Linked DNA regions of Mus musculus: all the other regions are linked to region 2. Evidence: chromatin contacts called from public promoter capture Hi-C data. All regions are on one chromosome and are shown on one strand. The core of a region is the stretch at or near the end of the contact, and the rest is flanking DNA. Distances in the headings are between cores, read along the strand shown. Region 1 holds the start of Spryd3 (SPRY domain containing 3). Region 2 holds the start of Pcbp2 (poly(rC) binding protein 2). Region 3 holds the start of Cistr (chondrogenesis associated transcript).

What was found. Promoter capture Hi-C pulls out the DNA fragments that hold promoters and counts their contacts. Capture Hi-C pulls out chosen DNA fragments and counts their contacts.
Region 1: a contact with region 2 is called in a promoter capture Hi-C map of adipose tissue. The contact joins the promoter of Spryd3 here to the promoter of Pcbp2 in region 2. A contact is called at or near these places in 3 of 39 promoter capture datasets (cranial neural crest, frontonasal cranial neural crest and second pharyngeal arch cranial neural crest), 2 of 115 datasets of contacts at active chromatin or transcription factors (microglia and pancreatic cancer cells) and 3 of 9 other capture datasets (adipose tissue, liver and pancreatic islet).
Region 3: a promoter capture Hi-C map of embryonic stem cells shows a contact between it and region 2, with 2.7 times the contacts expected there. The contact joins the promoter of Cistr here to the promoter of Pcbp2 in region 2. A contact is called at or near these places in 2 of 39 promoter capture datasets (embryonic stem cells and pre-B cells), 1 of 484 Hi-C or Micro-C datasets (embryonic stem cells) and 1 of 115 datasets of contacts at active chromatin or transcription factors (embryonic stem cells).

Annotation. Positions count from the first base shown.
Region 1 is chr15:102,133,260-102,138,046 of GRCm38.p6, reverse strand. It overlaps Spryd3 (SPRY domain containing 3), which reads left to right and starts at 1,832. Exons shown (of 11, transcript NM_001033277.3): 1 at 1,832-1,911; 2 at 4,485-4,631. The coding sequence starts at 1,889.
Region 2 is chr15:102,467,979-102,472,234 of GRCm38.p6, reverse strand. Pcbp2 (poly(rC) binding protein 2) reads right to left here and starts at 1,603. Exons shown (of 15, transcript NM_001103165.1): 1 at 1,432-1,603. Gm36331 (a long non-coding RNA gene) reads left to right here and starts at 1,739. Exons shown (of 2, transcript XR_384469.3): 1 at 1,739-1,980; 2 at 2,514-2,794.
Region 3 is chr15:102,744,444-102,748,611 of GRCm38.p6, reverse strand. It overlaps Cistr (chondrogenesis associated transcript), which reads left to right and starts at 1,703. Exons shown (of 1, transcript NR_104334.1): 1 at 1,703-2,171. It also overlaps a transcript of Gm36560 not described here.

The sequences.
Region 1 (4,787 bases), core at 583-3,082, 330 kb after region 2:
GTGAAAGGTAGGGCTGGAGAGATGGCTCAGAGGTTAAGAGCACTAACTGCTCTTCCAGAGGTCTTGAGTTCAATTCCCAGCAACCACATAGTAGCTCACAACCATCTGTAATGAGATCTGGTGCCCTCTTCTGTATACATAATAAATAAATAAATCTTGTTTTTTAAAAGTGAAAGGTACCACTCTATAAATGGATCCAAATACAAACGATTGAGACTATACAGTCAGTGGGCGTGTTAAAATCACTTAAGTGTCATCAGGTTCAAGAAAAACGGCGGGAAGTGATGGTGCACGCCTTTAATCCCAGCAGTTGGGAGGCAGAGGCAGGTGGGATTTCTGAGTTCAAGACCAGCCTGGTCTACAGAGTGAGTTCCAGGACAGCCAGTGCTACACAGAGAAACCCTGTCTTGAAAACAACAACAACAAAAAGAATGTATTAAACATAATCAGACCAAGAAACACCCTCAGTTGGACCCCATGAGGAAGGTGTCTAACACTCTGGGGACAGTGGTCCCTACCAACTACCTTGTGTGTGCCTCAAAGGACAACAGAGAAATGCTGACTGTTTCTGGGGCTTCAGCCCAACTGGGGTCCACAGCTGATGGAACCTACTCGCATTACGGGTTGCCCACGTATTCATCCATACCCAGTCTCACATTTTGCCTCTGAAGGTGTTCAGCCCTGTGACCTGCAGCTATGGCTGCATCCCAGGCTGGAACCTTCAGCAGCTCCCCAGCTAGGTTTGTTCTCTGGCTGCAGTGACTTTGCACTCTATCAGCTCTTGTCTCTAGTAAGGCCTCTGAACTCTTGAATTATGCTGTGGCTTCTTTAACCCTTTTCTAGCCATGTTGTTAACCTACATAAGTACACACAGGATATGTAATCTGTGACCCAAGAGTTAGTAATTAATATTAAAGTAAAAGTTCATGTGTTTGGTAAGGGCCCATTATCAATGTAAATCAGGTCTAATTGGCAAATTGCCGCCAATGAAGCTGACATCGCTTGCTGATGTATTTGATACTCAATAAATTTAGATGTGGAAAGACACAAATATGTTCGTTTATGTTTCTGACACAGGATGAGTCTTTCTGGAAAGAATATTCAGTCTTAAGAGCAAAACGTTGAAGTCGTCCAAGAATCCCAATTCCTTCCAAGGACAATCATACCCTTTATAGGAGGTGCATGATAAAGATTAGTATCCTTTCCGGTACATTCTGACCCGAGCTAACTTTTCCTACCAAGCCCAAGCCCAAAGAGCACCCGGGTTTCATCCCACTGTGCCTTTTGCATATGTTCTCTCCTGTTCTGGAACGCCTGTCCTGGAATGAACGAACGTGGTGCAAAGGGGTGCTCCGGAGAGAAGAAAGCATGTGGTGCCAGCCGAGTGCTGCCGCTGTGGAGATCAGCCTCTGGCTTCTCACGCGTAAAATAGGAGATAACATTAAAAAAAAATCCCCCCCCCCATGCCGTTAAGTGGCTCAAAAGGACATTCCAGAGAGGTTTTTAGCATCACTTCTGGCTCTGGGAACACGAAGCTCGCGCACGGGCACAGGGACCTACTCCGCCCCAAGGGAGCCGCCCCTTGACCGCCTCCCTGAGCTCCAGGCGTCCGAGGTGGCGTCCGGGCAGCCACGTCGCCTCCCCCACCCTCCCGACACCAGGGTTCCTCAGACGCCGCCGAGTGTTAGGTACCCAGCTCACCGGGCCGCGCTCCGCACCGCCTGTGCCCTGCGATTGGCTGCTGAGGGCGCCCATCTTCAAGAAGCGCTGCGGATTGGTCAGATTTAGCGGTGGGGGCGGGCCTGACGGAGCAGAGGAAGGGCGGGGACCCGGATGTGTGTGGTGGCGGCGGCCGAAGAGCTACAACGCGGAGCTGAGAGGCCTATGGATGAGGAGGACGCGGCGGCCCCGGTAGGCGGGGATCGGGGGCGGGGTCCCGGAGGCCTCGGTCTCTGCAGATCTCGAGGCGGGGGTCCTGGGCGACGGCTGCGGCCTCAGGGCGGGGCCAGGGGCTCCGGTCACGGGCGTTCCTCTCGCCGCGCACCCTCCCCATTGCAGCCAGGGCCTGTGACGACGGGGCGTAGCCTCATTGACAGGTTAAGGCCGGGTGGTCCCGGGTGTCACCTGAGAGACCCCGCGGTCCTGAGGCCGTGCCCGGACCCAGTGCGGCGGCAGCTGCTTGGTGCTGAGGCTGTCAGGTTCTCGAAGATCCGATGCCTTCAGATCTGGGGCTCCGGCATCTACCTGGGTTCGAGTCCTGGCCCAGGGCCCTGGGGGATCCCAGTGCTGCGCCGCAGGTGTCTGCTCTTGTGGGGCATGTGCTGGTCTGTAGCTCCTGCAGAAGAGCCCCAATGTGCACATTGGGATCGAACTCAGCTTAGCCCAGGATTGCTAAGCACCTACTGTGTGTAGGGCACAGTGCCAGGTGTTTGGGAGGCAGGAAGAAAATATTTCTTCATGGTTTTCCCGCTTTTGGATCTCTGGAAGATTTTATTCATTCATTCATTTACTGGCCTTGCTGGTTGTCTAAATACCGAGAGAGTCCCATGTTTTTCTCCGGTACTGCTGCTGCTTTAGGGGCTGCGGCCCTCTGAATTCTGTTACAACTTGGAGTTAAGATCTGCTAAGTTGTTTTTTCTTTTGTTTGAGACAGGGCCTCACTGTGTAGCCCTGTCTACCCTGGCACACACTATGTAGAGCAGGCTGTTGAAGAATTCAGAAATCCGTTTACCTCTGCGGACTAAAAAGGGCTGGGGTTCTGGCAGAAGAGAAGGCTCAGTGAATTGAACAGCATGGGCTTCAGGCAGGGTGGGGGTACACACTTTAATCCTAGCACCCAGGAGGCAGAGGCAGGCCAGAGTTCAAGGCTAGTAAGTTGCAGGACAGCCAGAGGTACACAGAGAAACCCTGTCTCAGAAAAACAAACAAACAAAAAATTCATACCGTTTCTTGTTTACAATTCCCTAGAAGTTTTTCATTACCCTTGAAATAAAATTTAAAAGTCCTGACTGTGGATAGACTCTTGCTTTACCCTGTTCTTTTTGTTTTTTTAGACAGGGTTTCTCTGTCTAAACCTTGCTGTCTTCTGAAATTTGCTTTGAGACCAGGCTGGCTGCCTCTTAGTCATAGATAACCACCTGCCACTACCTCTGGAGTGTTGGCATTAAAGGCCTGTGCTTCCATATCTTGCCACCTTATTCTACTCTGGTTTTTTTTTTGTTGTTGTTGTTTTGTTTTTGTTTTTGGAGACAGGGTTTCTCTGTATAGCCTTGGCTGTCCTGGAACTCACTTTGTAACCAGGCTGGCCTTGAACTCAGAAATCCGCCTGCCTCTGCCTCCTGAATGCTGGGATTAAAGACCTGCGCCACCACCCACCACCGCCTGGCTTCTTATTTTTTTTTAAGATTTATTTATTTTTTGTAAGTACACTGTAGCTGTCTTCAGACACACCAGAAGAGGGCATCAGATCTCATTACAGATGGATGTGAGCCACCATGTGGTTGCTGGGATTTGAACTCAGGACCTCTGTCTGTGCTCTTAACTGCTGAGCCATCTCTCCAACACCTCCTCTCCCCCCTTACCTTATTGTCATTCACTTTCCCTACATACAATGGCTCTGGTGGGCTGTTTTTCTCTGCCATGACACCTTTTTTCTAACCATGGGCCTGAGCAACTGTTTCTTCTGTATGGAATGGTTTTTGTTACACTGTTACACTGCCTGCCTCTCTTTCAGTTTTTCAGGCAGTACCTCAGAGTCTGTCCCTGTCCGCTATTTTGTTACATCTCTGTGGGTTTTTTTTTTTTTTTTTTCTTCCACTGGTTAAAATGACCATTTGTGGGCTGGAGAAATGGCTCAGTGGTTAAGAGCACTGACTGCTCTTCCAGAGGTCCTGAGTTCAAATCCCAGCAACAACATGGTGCCTCACAACCATCCGTAATGGAAGAGTGACAATGTACTTACATATAATAAATAAATAAGACAAAAAATTTTTTAAAAAATATGACCATTTGTATTTATTATCTGCCATGCTCCCCTATGCCCACTTGAGTGGAAACTCTGTGAGAACAAGCATCCAGATTCCTCTACCTTGCTCATAACTTTGTTCCTAACTCTGATAACAGAGCACACGATAAACAATAAAAATCCTAATAAAGGTCGAGCGGTGGTGGCGCAGGCCTTTAATCCCAGCACTTGGGAGGCAGAGGCAGGCAAATTTCTGAGTTCGAGGCCAGCCTGGTCTACAAAGTGAGTTCCAGGCCAGCCAGGGCTATAGAGAGAAACCCTGTCTCGAAAAAACCCAAAAAAAAAAAAAAAAAAAAAAAATCCCAATAAATACGTATTGCCTGAGTGGCTGAGGCTGGAGCTCTTGATGTATTTGGACATCCGGCGTCAAGTCTGGTGCACTTTGTACATTCAGGGTTGAGCAGGCTGGGGTCCTCTGCTCTGAGCCCTGCTTCCTTCTCAGCCATCTGTCTTGTCACAGGTTTGTTCTCATGAACAAGATGGATGACCTCAACTTGCACTACCGGTTTCTGAACTGGCGAAGGAGGATTCGGGAGATCCGAGAGGTCCGGGCCTTCCGATATCAGGAGAGGTTCAAGCATATCCTTGTAGATGGTGACACTTTGAGGTGAGCATAGGAAACTGGTTCTACCCTGTCCCTGTCAGTCCTTTTCCAGGTCACAGACAGGGAAAGGGGTGTGTTAGAGGGTGAGGACCATTTACACTCCACTGCCAGGGGCACCCCAGTGCCTACATGCATTCCTTTCTGCCCCTCTGTCACCGG
Region 2 (4,256 bases), core at 354-2,853:
CTGACAGTTCCAAGAGTCTCAAGCCCTGAAATTTCTCCAATAGCATGGCAAGTATTCATCCCTTCAAATCAGTATCAATGATTTCTCTCCTCCTACAACTAATTTTGTCCCTTCATAAAACCAGTCAGTTTTCACTTTGCCATAAACACACACAATACACATACTGTTGGGTTTTTTGTTTTGTTTTTTTGAGACAGGGCCTCACTATGTTGCCCAGTACTGAATGTAACTATTAACACCAGGCTGGCCTCCAAACTCTGAATCCCAAGTCCATACTTTAAGTATGTTTAAAGCACTTTAAAGTGACTGTCACACCACTCTATATAATGCAAACTATCTTCTGGTTACTTCAGGATGTAAGTGATTACATAAATGCATCCCTAAAGCACATCAGTTCCCTATTTCCAGAAAACAGTTAATTGCTGTCAAAAAAAAAAAAACCTCACAAATCAACATCTCATTTATGGAAAAACAATGCTTGTTCACTGAGTCTGCAAGATTAACACCCCCTCATACAGTATAAAACTGTTAGTTCCACTTCCCCACTGTTATATTAATCACCTTAGAAATACAGTTATACAAGTTCAAAAGGCAAAGAAACTGAAAACCTAGCTACAAATTCATTTCTTAAGTAAAGCACGAAGATGTATTTTTTTTAACTCCAAGTCATGTAAGTAATCTGAGAAACCTGTCAATTCCTCTCCTGAGTAGGTCAATCTAAGTGTACCCCATCCTGGGAATCCAGCTGTTAATCCTGCAGTCAATTACCCCTCTATAAATAGCTCGGTCTGGTTTATAGCGGCAGGCATTTTGTAATTTCAAAATTCGTTACCCGAGAGAACGTCAGAGTAACTCGGTAACAGGGAGTCCGCCTACCCTTTAACTCTGCAGCTCCCCACTCCCCTCCCCCGCCCGGGTCATCCAAGCATTTTCCACTTAAAAAAAAAAAGCCCCCCCCCTTTCCCTTGACTGGGAAAGGGGGTGAATAAACGGTTCGGTCAGGGGGGGGCGCTGCGACCCAGGGGGAGGGGCCGGACAAGCAGCGCCTCCTCGTGTGTCTGCGCCAGCGCCTGACCCCCGCGGGGAGCCGCGCTCACCCGCCCCGCCAGCAAGCCGGCCATCGCCTCCCCAACCCCCCTCAACCAACAAATCCACCGCCGCCCCCCCTGCCGCGCGCGCGCCCTCCCTGACTCCTGCGCAGCCGCCACCGGGAGGGAGGGGGGAGGGGGCAGGCTCTGCGCGAGGCCTACTAGGCCGCGCCGGAGCCAGGGCCTCGCGTGAATGCCCGGGCAGGCAGAGTGAAGTAGTAGACGCTCATGCGGGTCTACGAGAGGCCGAGGCTCCAGAATAGGGCCGGAGTCCGCCAAGAAGGATGTCACGAGTGGAAGAAGAAGCTATTGCCGGCGGCGGAGCAGAAGATTTTAAGCTTACCTGGAGGCGCGAGTCGACTGAGGGGAAAAGGGGAGCGGGCGGGAAGGGGAAGGGCGGGAGGCCGGGGGCGGAACAATAGGGGCGGGCGGGAAGGCGAGGGGGGCCCCGCTAGCGGGCGGAGGAGGGGGGGGTGAGGAGGAGGAAGGGGGAGAGAGACCCCGGGGCGGGTGGAGGGCGGCGGAGGGCGGGCGGGCGGGCGGAGGGCGGGCGGGCGGGAGAGGGCGCAGGCTGCGGCTGCTCCGGCTGCTGCCTCTGCTGGTCTGGGAGGGGGACGGGGCGGAGCGGGCCGCTTTCAACCCCGCGCACCCTTCGACCCCGGAAGCGCTAACCGCCCCGGGGGCCGGCGAGTCGACTGCGTCGTCCACACTTTCCCCACGCAATGCGGACCGCCTTCCCGGAGCCTAGAGCGGCTCCTTGGACAGCGTCGGCACCAGCGAGACGGCCAGTAACCAGCGGCGAGGTCTGAGATAGAGCGGCAGCGCAGAGGCGCGGAGGATACCAGTGGCCTCTAGCGGAAGAACTGGAAAGCTCAGGCCTAAATACGAAGAGGTGGCCAATGCTTTGGGATCAAGATAGGAGGGAGGGAAAGGAAAATAACAGTTGTCTAAAATAAAAAACGAATGGCCAGACTGAAAGTGTCAGGCAAACTGCTTACTCTAAAAATAATCCACTTTAGTGAGTGCAGAAGAAATGAAAACATCATTATTTTGCAGCCCAGATACTGAATCAGGCAATAATAATTATAATAAAGAATTAAAACGTAAAAGAATGTTCTTAAATCAGACGGTGGTGGTACCCAACTTGATTCCAACACTGGAAAGGCAGAGTCAGGAAGATCTCTGAGTTCGAGTCCACCCTGGTCTACAGAGTGAGTTCCAGGACAGACAGGGCTTTTTAGAAATCAAAAGAAAGAAAGAAAAGAAAAAAAAAAAGAAAGAAAGAAAAGTAACTTTAAAACTTCACTGTATTAGGACAACATTGATCATGTGAATATCTCACTATTATATAAGAAGTACTGTATAATCTAGAATTCCTGCCCAAATTGGTTAATCTTTTTATTAAGTCTAATTATCCATTTATAGGAACGAAAGAACAAGTTAAACATCAGTACAAGAAGGTACTCTGTGGCCAAGCACAGTGTGTGATACAAGCTGATACCATTGGGGAACTTAAGGATGACAAAGGTGAACCTCAGGCCACCTTGGACTGTAGAGCAACGCTGCTTTATTGTTGCCTGTTGCTCCTTAAAAAAAAAAAAAAAAAAAAAAAAAAAAGACATCTTGAAAACACAGAATTTTGTACACAACACAAGACAACTATCCTGGTGTCTTTAAAAAGGCAATAAACCTTTTTTTAAACGGTTTGTATGTGTGTATACAAACTGAGTGTGTGTGTGTGTGTACTTACACCACAGCAGGCAGGAAGAAGTCAAAGGAGGATTTTCAGGAGGAGTCAGTTTTCTCCTTCAACCAAGCGGGTCCTGAAGATCGGACTCAGGACATCAGGCGTGATGGCAAACGCCCTTTCCATCGCACTGGCTGTTAGGACTGGGACGATGTCTCAATAGTTCTCCAACTGTTCTCCCAGAGATTCAGTGTTCAATCACCAGTACCGACATAGGATCTCACAGTTCCATGGGATACAACACCCTCTTCTGGATTCCACAGGCACTTGCACACAAGTGGTGCACATATATACATGGCAGGTAAAACCCATACAAAATAAATAGGTACATCTGTAAGGAGTCCGAGGCACATGCAGGTAAAAGGCAGGCAGATCTTTTGAAGTCAGCCTGATCTACATGGCAAGTTTCAGGACACTGAGAGCTACATAGTGAGATTCACTCTCAAAAATCAAACAAAAACAACTTGTTCTTACAAAGGAGCCAAGTTCAGTTCCCTGTAGATGGGTTCACAATTCCCTGAAGATTCAACTCCAAAGATCTGATGCCCTCTTCTGGCTTGCTAGGGTGCTTACACCCTCGGGTGCACATAACTATCCTACAGATACACATATGCATAAATTTTGTTGTTGTTGTTGTTGTTGTTTCTTAAGACAGGGTTTCTATGGGGAGCCCTGGCTGTACTCACTCAAAGATCCAATTGCCTCTGCCTCCCAAATGCTGAGATCAAAGGTGTGTGCCACCACCGCCTAGAAAAAAGAAATTCATTTTCCTCTCTTTTCTGTACACAGGTGTTTTTGCCTATTGTGTATGCAGTACTTGTTGTGGTTTTACTATCAGTCAAATGGAGCCAAGTGACTCCAAATGTCTTTCTTTCCACCACCCAAATGAGGAGCTAATATTGGGAATGCAAAATAAAATCCTCATTTGACACCATTTGGTGCCAGGTGTCACTGTACACACTTTTAATCCCAGCACTAAGGAGGCAGAGGCAAGTGGATTTCTTGAGTTCAAGACCAGCTTTGTCTTGGACAGGGCTCTATAGAGAACCTGTCTCAAAAAAAAAAAGAAAGAAAGAAAGAAAGAGAGATAAAGAGAGGAAGAAAGAAAGAAAAACCAACAAACAAAACCTTATCATTTGGCCAAAGGTAAAGGGTAAAGGGTGGAAAGGAAGTAGGGAAAACCCCAGGAAAAAAAAGCCAATTAAGGAACAAGTTTACTGGACTGGCAAGATGGCTCAGCAGGTAAGAGTGCTGACTGCCCTTCCAAAGGTCCTGAGTTCAAATCCCAGCAATGACATGGTGACTCACAACTGCCCTTAATGAGACCTGATGCCCTCTTCTGGTGTGTCTGAAGACAGCTTCAGTGTACTTATTTAAATAAATCTTTGAGCAGGATTGAGCAGGGACTGAGCGAGTTAGAT
Region 3 (4,168 bases), core at 454-2,953, 280 kb before region 2:
CGCTCAGATCCTGCCTCTTAGGAATGAAAAGGCACCAGGGTAAAGGACCACATTCGGAAAGAGAATTTAGGGCCCATCTTAGCCCTGCAATGTTTAAATGGCAGGGAGACAGCTAGTCAAAGAGAAATATCTCCAGTTCAAAGCTGCATGGAAGGCTTGAGGTTCTGAGATTCTAGGAAATAGGTCCCTATCGGGGAGTAAAAATCTTAGCAACCCACTGCAGCCTCCAAGAGTGCGTAGCCCCACTACTTCAGGCTAGGCATACTAGATTGGGTCCTGTCCTGTGGTATCTGGGGTTTTTGTTTTGTTTTGTTTTGTTTTATTATTGTTGTTTGGTTTGGTTTTTTGTTTTGTTTTGTTTTGTTTTGAGACAGGGTCTTACTATGTAGCTTTGGCTAGCCTGTGTGTAACTCCCTGCCCTAGAAACCATAGAGTGTTGCGTGCCTCTGCCTCCGGAGTCCTGGGATTAAAAGTATGTGCCACAGTACCTCTCGTTGGCCTCTGGGTTTTAATTTGCTCAGTCCTGTGTACTGATCTGCGTTGTGTCCTTTGTTCTGTGAGTCCGTCCAATCGGAGCTTTGGTGCAGGTGTTCAGTTGCTCATGTGAAATTCCCTTGAGGCCTATTACATCTGAGTTTACCAGTCCTTTGCTCAGAATTTTAGGTTACAGAGACAGGAGCAGACTGAGGAGGAACACGGAGACTAAAGAGGGCTAATATTGATTGAGTGAATACTAGGTGCCAAGGTCGCTACCTTCATCATCCCCCGCGCTATTTCTCACAACTGTCTCACAAAGCACTAAAATTACTTCCCACCCTTCACAGGGTATCAAGGCCAGGTAAGAGGCCACACGTGAGGGACAAGGCAAGACCTAAGGTCATCAATAGCCAGCCTGAGGAATCTTGGCTAAGACTTACGCGCCTGCAAAATATGCTTGCAGTTTAGCTAAAAGGTGGGGAAGAGAAAGAAAGCTAAACCACTCGGTCGGTTCTTAAGTCCAGAACAGCCTTGTTAATGGCTAAGGACAAAGCCGCACCTAAACCTTCGGGTCTAAGTGCCTTGGGAGGAACCCTGGCAGGAGACGAGGGCGGGAGGGAGGCTGGCAGGCTGCTACATCAGCGGGCAGAGAAATGGCGAATACCCGGAGCGAGACCGAGGCATCAGGCCACAGGGCCCACTAAGGGCGGATGACTGCGTCCAACAGTCCTCGTCGATGTATGAAAAGGGACCCGCGGGGAAGAGAGATCCTGTAGAGAAGATGGGGAGACTGCGGCAGACAGGGTGTGGGTTCGAGGCAAGGGGAGGGCGAGAGCAGAACCCCTCCTCTGAGCTGTGGGACGAGGCCCGCGCGCAGAGGAGGGCAGACCCTAAAGAGCAGGCGGGTGCGGGCGGAGACCTTCAGCTCAAGGACACCGAGCCAGGCGGGGTGGAGTGAGCAGCGGCCCTGAGAAGCCGACAAGCGCCCAGCGCTCAGCTCCAGGGCAGAGTGTCTCGGCCGCCCCCGCGCGCCCTCCCAGCCCGGGCCGCGCGCGCCCGGCGCTGGCATGAAATTGGCTGCAGCCGTAATGAGTCCGCGCGGCGCGGAGGAGGCTGAGGGCCCGCCAGGGAGCCCTGTGCGCCTCGTTTAGCTTGTTTATTGTTCAGGCCTAATTAAAACGTTCCACCGCTCTGCGTTTACATCCGCCCCCCGCTAATGAATTCGCGGCCGCCGGGCGATTTCGGAAACTGCCGCGGGCCGGAAGGGGGTGGGTAGGAGGCGGCCGAGCTGGGGAGGGAGCGAGGGTGAGGACGCCCCCGCACGCATCTCTTCCACCACCCCAGGAGGCTGCAGACGTCCCGCGATTGGCTCCGAAGTCGATGTCTGCTTCCCCAGCCGCAGCGCCCCAAACTGGGACAGGCATTTGGAGGCGATGGAGATCTGGTCATAGCCAGGGGAAGGAAAGCCAGGAGCCAGAGTAGGACCGGTGCGCCCAAGGCCCTGATGCTAGTGAAGGCCTACGCGCATGAGCGCACCTGCCCCGGGAAGCGCGTCCACGCAGCATCTGTGCGCGCTATTGTCATGTCGGTCTCCCTCTGGCTATTTCTCCCCAGCAGTGATAGTCTGAGCCGGGCTTGCAATACTTCTGGTCTTCCTAGCTGTAACTGTTTGCCAGTTTTGCTGTCTGCCTCCTTGTCACGACCTCAGAGAGGGCAGATGGAGCCAGTGGAGAGAGAGAGAAAGAAGGCTCCATTCCAGCCCCGCTGCTCCTGCAGACACCAGCACGCACACTCAGGCACACATCGCCTGTGAATTCACTTCTCACGATGCCTTCCGCCGCATGTAGCCAAATGAAATACTCAGAAAGCAATGGAAATATTACTCACACACGACCACGTGGAAATACACAAATGAACAAACACGCTCAGACATAGCTGAATGCCAGTCGCACACAGATGGAAAGACAGGAGCCTGGGGCATAAAGCCACATGGCACAAAGCTACTTGGATATGTATGCCCCTACACACACACACACACACACACACACACAACTGCACACCTATCCAGAAAATTGTGCACAAGTGCCATCTAACACATGTCAGTGTGCCTTCCAGAAGGCCCCAGTTCCTCTTAGAAATGGGATCACCCAGCCTGCCTCTTGAACCTGCCTCCATTCTATCTATTCCAGTTCTTTGTACCCAGCCAAAAAGAAAAAAAGCTGTTCGCTGCGCTCACAATTTGTCCACCCTCCTCAGAATGGCCATAGAGAAGTACTTGTCATTCTGTTTCATGCACTATTGGGTTTCTTCTTCCACACCCCACTCCTAACTCTGCTCTTCCAGACAGCTTTCTCACATGAACTCGCTAGCTCTCCTTATACATTTACCCTAGTCATTTACCATTTTCAGTCTGATATATCTAGGGGATCACCAAGTTACTTGCACTTGAGTGTGCTCTACACCAACATGGACGGGGTTATGAGCCACCCTTGGTGGGGATGGATAATCAGGACAGGGCAGTTCTTGACTATCTGATGCCACACTGGGGTGTGAGCGCTCTATGTTTAACAGGCAGAAGACTGGAATCTCCAGCGGCAGCTGCAAGGTCTCCTGTCACATCCGACAAGGTTCTTCAAAATGGCTTTTCAGAGCTATGTGGAAGGAGGGGGCACATGCACACACATACACACACATGGTGTCTTTCCACATTCACCTTGTACTTAACTGGAAATATTATTCCCTGGCTGGGCCTTCACCTTATTCTCCAGCCGTGGTTCCTAACAACACTTGACTGTTTTCAGAATTTAGATCCACCCCTAAAGGATACAAATTTGCCTCTGGTGAGAGACTGCTCAGAGCTACACTGCAGGCTTTAAGGCGATCCCCAAAGAGGAATTGCCAGGAATGACCCAGCGACCGCAGCAGTGTAAGTGCTACTTAGAATGAGATGGCACGGCCCGGAATAGATGGGCTCTCTGAACAAAAAAGAAAAGCAAGGTCACCCTAAAATAATAGTAAATAAATAAATCTTTACCTCCCCAACACACTGCTGGTTGATTCATTCCATCCCACTCCCAGTGGCGTGTGGCCCGTGCCAGCTCCCAAATCTGTCCCCTTTACAACTCCAGCCTTTAGAAGCCTCCCTCCCTCACACAAGCGGTTAGCTGCTCGTTCCCTATCTCCTCTCTTTCTGTTTCCTATCAATTACTCTTTTTTCAATACCCTCTCCCCTGCACTCTCTTGGGGGTTTTCTTGGTCCTCCACTGGCATCTTTTTCTCTTCTCTACTCCCTGCCCCTTCGTAATTATCCTGAGCCCGCTACTCACTAGGACTGAGTGGGAGTGGAGGTCTGTTTCAACACCAGGTGGTCTGGCATTTTGAGTGGTGTTCTGGATTGCTGGGCTGCCGCTTCCCGCCCCAGGCTTAGGTTCTTCTCCTCCACCTGAGTTCCAGGTCCTGGGAGTCCAGGGAAGCTCTTGGCCAGAAGGCTGCATCACCTTAGGCAACCTCATCGCCTCCCTCCTTCCTCCGCTCCCATCTTTCCCCTCTTCCCTTCTCTATAGGCCTTTGCCTCCCAGTGCACTGCTCAGCCGGCCAGGTCCCTATGTCTTGTGCTTTAGGTCTGTGGCTCTCAGTTCTTCCCAGAACCTGGGTTCCTCTCAGGTCACTGAGTCTATGTTTGTCACCGCGA